2 separate regions of the Drosophila melanogaster genome follow, and region 1 is linked to region 2. The links are chromatin contacts, called in public HiChIP or PLAC-seq maps. All regions are on one chromosome and are shown on one strand. Each heading gives the region's core, a stretch centred on a gene start, on an enhancer-like site or on the middle of the called end of the contact. The rest is flanking DNA. Distances are from core to core; before and after follow the strand shown. Region 1 holds the start of mbc (myoblast city). Region 2 holds the start of orb (oo18 RNA-binding protein).

What was found. HiChIP or PLAC-seq counts read pairs in DNA pulled down with a chosen protein or histone mark.
Region 1: a contact with region 2 is called in an H3K27ac HiChIP or PLAC-seq map of the Kc167 cell line, with 3 times the contacts expected there. The contact joins the promoter of mbc here to the promoter of orb in region 2.

Annotation. Positions count from the first base shown.
Region 1 is chr3R:23,780,264-23,783,051 of dm6, forward strand. It overlaps mbc (myoblast city), which reads left to right and starts at 1,502. Exons shown (of 14, transcript NM_057796.4): 1 at 1,502-2,125. The coding sequence starts at 2,077. Nup98-96 (Nucleoporin 98-96kD) reads right to left here and starts at 1,358. Exons shown (of 9, transcript NM_142930.3): 1 at 622-1,358; 2 at 1-561. The coding sequence starts at 901.
Region 2 is chr3R:23,279,408-23,282,221 of dm6, forward strand. It overlaps orb (oo18 RNA-binding protein), which reads right to left and starts at 1,449. Exons shown (of 10, transcript NM_001275941.1): 1 at 1,024-1,449; 2 at 1-151. Cdc16 (Cell division cycle 16) reads left to right here and starts at 1,794. Exons shown (of 6, transcript NM_058049.5): 1 at 1,794-1,979; 2 at 2,043-2,553; 3 at 2,608-2,814. The coding sequence starts at 1,884.

The DNA of each region.
Region 1 (2,788 bases), core at 252-2,751, 500 kb after region 2:
GGCCACCACTTGCAGGCTGAGCGGGCTGAGTAACCTGAGCTCCAAATCCAAAAGCTCCCGGAGCATTCCCAGCCTGTGGACCCTTGCGCCCGCACATATAGTCTTCCAGGCGGAGCTCCTCCAGAGATTTGCCCTCGAACTCCTTCATAGCCGTGATGCAGTGCTGCTTAGTGTTCACACTATTTGCCTGACCGCTCTTCATCAGGGTATCTGTACCAATGGTTGGCTGGTACTTGGCCACGGCCGTGCCCGTATTGACTCCGGAAGCTCCCACGGCCGTAGCCTGAGGTTGGGCAAAGGCGGAGGCGGTGCCACTGCCAAAAACATTGGTGGTTGTAGGCGCCGACGTCCCAAAGCCTCCGAATCCTGTTGTACTGGTGGCGGCAGCCGGTTGGCCAAACAAAGAGCCCGTGGGCTGAGCAGCAGCTGTTTGCCCAAAGGCCGTCATAGTCGGCTTGGCGGCTCCAAAGGCGGGTAGCGTCGATTGTCCAAAGAGGGAGGTGCTTGCCGCCGTCTGGGTGGATCCAAATATGTTCGAGGTCTGTTGCGGCTGCGAGAAGGCTGCAAAGAAGAAATTACTAAATTAGTAACATGATACCACTTCAAATGATCGTGTCTAACCTCCAAAAGCCGTGGGCTGAGCTGTGGCAGTGCTTCCAAATCCCGTGGACGTGTTTGCCCCGAATAAGCCTCCGGCGGGCTGAGCTGGTGTGGCTGCCGCACCGAACAGTGACTGCTGCGCGGGTTGGGCGGCAAAGGTGGAGGTGTTTCCAAAGGCCGGTGCGGCGGGTTTGCCAAATGCCGACTGGCCAAACGGAGTGGTTGTTGTGGTGCCGCTGAATCCGCCAAAGCTGGTGGCCGCCGGAGTGGCTCCGAAGCTGGGTTTCGCGCCGCCAAACATTTTGCTCGCTGCTGCTGCTCAGATAACAAACATATACTAGGTAGATCCCCTGCTTTGTCCTTCGCCGGAATGCCAACTATCGCGATGAGCAATGCTTCGATTTCACCACGTTGGGCAAGCTGGGGCGGCTGCGCCGGATGCGAAGGTTGTGGGACCGGACAGGCTTAGCTTAAAACAAATAAACACTCGCGAATTTGTCAAGTCAGCAGGAGTCGACCGAGTCTGACGCAAAAAGTGGACAGAAATGGCGCGCCGATTTTTTCACGATGTTGAAGAAAATGCAGCCAAAAGTGTGACCAAGGCGTGAAATCGCATGCAAAAATACACTGTAAAAAAGCAGGATACAACTGCCAGGCGCATAACTATTGACCATAACTTATTTATGGTCTTAATAAAATTTTTGCTTGGTGCCTCCGAAGCAAATTTACTATGAATGTGTGGAAAATGTATTTTATAACTTGGGTTTCTCGTATTTTGTAGGTAAGCTCGATTTTCACATTTTTATGTGACCGTACTGCGAACAAAGTGAAAACCCATTTGACATCAACGGTGTGAACACGCTGTAAGGGGCACTCTATATTTGATATTTTCGATTGGGAACAGTACGGTACTTCTGGGCATCGAGCACGCTCATTCACAACAAACAGTTGAAACGCGCGGGTTGTTTTCCGAGAGCGGTTATTTAATTAATTGGCAACTGTCACACACGAGTGTGTGTGCGATCGAGTGCGTGTACATGTGATAATTAGCTGAGCGGCAGCGGCCAACTCCCAGCCCAAATACAAGTCGAGAACAAAACGAGCGAAAAACGGCGCAAAATGCATTTGCGGAGCGACAATTTGTGCGGAATGCTAGCTTTTGTGCAATAATTATTTATTGGTTGCAATTGTCCAACCGGTGTGCTTTTCGTCGAAATCTGTAGCGAAATCGGAGGCGAAATGCTTGTGTTGGCGGCATTGTGAAAACGAAATCAAAATTTCAACTACGTGTTGCTCTTTTGCCGTTGCCTAATTTAATGTCTTGTTGTTTTTATTTTCGCAAACGAAAGTCCATCGCTTTGCATGTGTGAGTAGCGATCGTTTGTCGCCGTGTTGGTGGTAAAAGTCGGCGCAAAAACAACAATATCAGCAACAACACTAGTAGAAGCAACAACAACGAGAAGAAAAGCCTTCAAGATGAGTGTGTGGAGCGACTGCAATGCCAAGCAGGCAGAATTCGGCATTGGTAAGTTGGCAATGCGGCTATTAAGCCGATAAATTAGGTAGAATATGGCTAGGCAGGAATGTTTAAACAAAGTGCTTTGTAAACAACAATAAAGGAAAACTTTATGAACTGTTGGGCGCTCTTTTCCAGAGCACACCTCATCTCCACCCCCACCTCTCTCTCTAACTCTCTCTCTTATTTCACCGCATGTGTGTGCCTCCTGCTGCGTTGCTACGGTAAAACTTGTTGCACCTTCTCGCTTGCACACGCTCACTCGGCTGCTGTTGATCCTCCCTTTCCCGCTCTCACTGTGTTGTTTCGTTTTTCATTTCATTTCATCCTGCTCAGTCAACACTAGCATAAAATTCTGAGATTTGCTCTTGAAACTAAAACCTGTTTTCTATTGTCTCTCTCGCTTTTCATACTGTCTCTGTCTCTCACGTGCAACTGCAACACACTGCCAGAAAAAAGGCCTGGTACACATAAAGAAATTTTATACAATTAATGTAATTTTACATAAACTTAAATCTGAAGTACTACAACATTAGTACTACAACTTTTACGTATTTACGGGTGTGGGATTTGAAACCTGGTCTTTGTAAACCCAAGGCAAGCTGCATCAAGCTGACAGTAGAAATGTTTATTTTCTGTGTACACTGTGAGACAAATCCCAATTCAATGGCA
Region 2 (2,814 bases), core at 199-2,698:
TTGTTGTTGTTTATTGGAGCTCCACAGGATAACGCGACTGAGCGAGCGAGAGGGGCGAAGGCGAACCAAGACAGCTGGCAGATGTGGCCGTATCAGCAGCAAATAGTCATCGATTCATTCCGCCTCGTCAACGATGCAAATTTCCAAAGGCCTGAAATATCATAAGCATGAATTAATTATAAGAGTACTCTTCTTTGTAGTTTCCAAATCAGTGGAGTTTAAAGAAAACACACGCGTACGCACTTGAGCGTTAAATGCCGTAAATCGATCAAGGCGTATCCCTCTCTCTCCTACTCTCTATGACACTGTCCCGGCTAACTGTAATTAACTGTAATCCAGGGTCGTTTACTTTAAAGGGGGCTTTTATGGCCGCCAATAACACAAACTATGCATTATCCTTTCGGGTGGTAATCCTTTCGGAAGCTGTGTGTTGAGCGAACCTATTATTAGAGCCATAAATCAGCATGAAATGAGCAGTGGCAGCGAAGTTGGAGTTGTAAAATGGAGATGGAGATGGGGCCAAGCCCTGTCTCGCCCTTTCTCTACTCTCTCCATCTCACTCTCGCGCTCTGTGCGTAGAATAATGGGTAGTAAGAATAAGTGTGCACACAGAAAGAAAAATTGCTATACTTTCATGAATTGCACTGTTATTCATATTTCTTTTCAATTGATACCGGACAATCCAAAAATCTATTATTGTGCACACCTTACATTTTATTAACGAATTAAGACCCCGCGCAATTCCAGCTTCATTTCCTCTGTGTGGCCAAGGCGGCGATTGATTGCCGTAGTTTTTGGAGAGATGACGTGAGCCAAAGGCAACAGAAAAAAAAACAGGACCAACGGCACATAATAGTAGTGTGTAGTTGTAAAGTTGTAAAATACGCACGTCGAGAATGAGAGAACGAAAAATGAGCCGCTGCCCTGTTTTTCTTCACCTTCTTGTTACCAACTAATTTGAACTGCACCATTTTTCGGTCAACAATTTCTAGTGCCGGCTAACACTGATACACCAATACATACCCAGGACTCGCAAAAACACGCGGATGGCGCATAAATTCGTGTGAATTTTATTTTAATTCCGCACTTGCAATCGCATCCCGTTTCTTTTGTCGTCCACCAAGCACATTTTTACACACACTCGCACACACGCCGCCAGGAACCGTTACTTCTGCTTTGCACGCCCTTCGCCGTTTTCCGTTTCTCCTTCCGATGCTGTTTCGCCAAACTACTCACTCACGGACGCATTTTTTACTATTAAACTATTTTGATTGTTGAAAATCTTTGCGACTGTGGTATGGCACCACATTAACTCGAATTTAAAATTGAGCCTTAAATTTGAGCGGACCCTGCCGCGGCAATACAAATTAATAGAACAAACTAAATTATCATCCCGTGATATCTTTTATTTTGGAATTTTAGTCGGGATTTTTTGATATTATGGCCACGCCACGGCGTGCAACGCTGCTTAAATAACCTTTTTCGCCTGGCTCTGTCGAACCAACCGCATGCAACCGCTCTCTTGAACTTAAAAGCGCTCATTTGTTTGAAACAACTTGTGTTCGACGATTCCTCGACAAAAAAAGAAACAGTCATTAAAATTCGCACAAATGGCTGAACTATTTAAATAATTTATTTAATTTGTATTTTCATTTAAAGTTTTGGTTTTAAAATAATTTTTATATTTCCATTAATTTTATTACTTATTGGTAAAGCATTAACAGCAACCAAATTTTTTTCACTGGCGTAAACAACTGTTTCCAGTGAATGGCAACAATACAGCTGTTTTGCACAGAGTTGCCACTATGTTCAAATGAGTTATTACCAGCGGCGGAAAACTTGTATCAAATTTATAACAAAAATACAATTCTGCGTTAATAAAAATGCCCGGGGACACGGAAAACACAAGCACTGACACCACCAATGAACACATCGACCTGGCCTTGTACCGGCAGCTGGTCAAACAATTCATAGACATGGTAAGACAAAAAAACCAAAAGCCGGCAAGCAGAGCCTGAGTGCAAATTCAATTGCATTTTTAGCGTCGCTACTCCACAGCGCTTTTTTGGGCAGAAAAGGTGGCCGTGCTTGGTGGCCTGGAACCCAGGGATATTTACTACCAGGCGCAGTGCATGTACCTACTGGGGGAATACCATCGTGCTGCTCACACAATACAGCATCACAAGCTAGAGAAGAATTCACTGCCATGTTTTAACCTACTACTGGAAAGTCTCTATGCGGCCAAGGAGTTTACCGAGGCGGCCAATGTCATCCAGAATGTGGAGGTGGAAGTCATGACCACATCGCTGATCAACCAGCCCGTTGATGCAAGCAGTGGCTGCTATCTGGAAAGCAACAGTGTCTTTGGTGGCGAGGAGAATCACAGAAATGAACTGCTCTCATCCATTTACCTAATGAAGGGCAAAGTTTATGAGGCCCTGGACAATCGCGGCATGGCAATGGACTTCTATGTTCAGGCCCTTCACAAATCCATATACTGCTTTGAGGCCCTGGAGGCGCTGGTTCAACACGAAATGCTGATGGCTTGGGAAGGTGAGCATGCACCTACTTTCTGAATACAGTATAATCTCAACTTAATCATTGCAGAGTTTGAGCTAATGCATCATTTACCGCTGGCACAACAATCCAGCGAAGCTGATGCCAAGTTTATACTAAAACTTTATGAATCTCGCCTGAAGAAGTACTACGAGTTGATTTCCGCACGCAATGCTGAGGAGATGTCCCCCATTGTTAATCCTGACATACTCCAGTTTATCAAGGAATTTACAGCTCGAGTGCAGCAGAGCGGGTCGT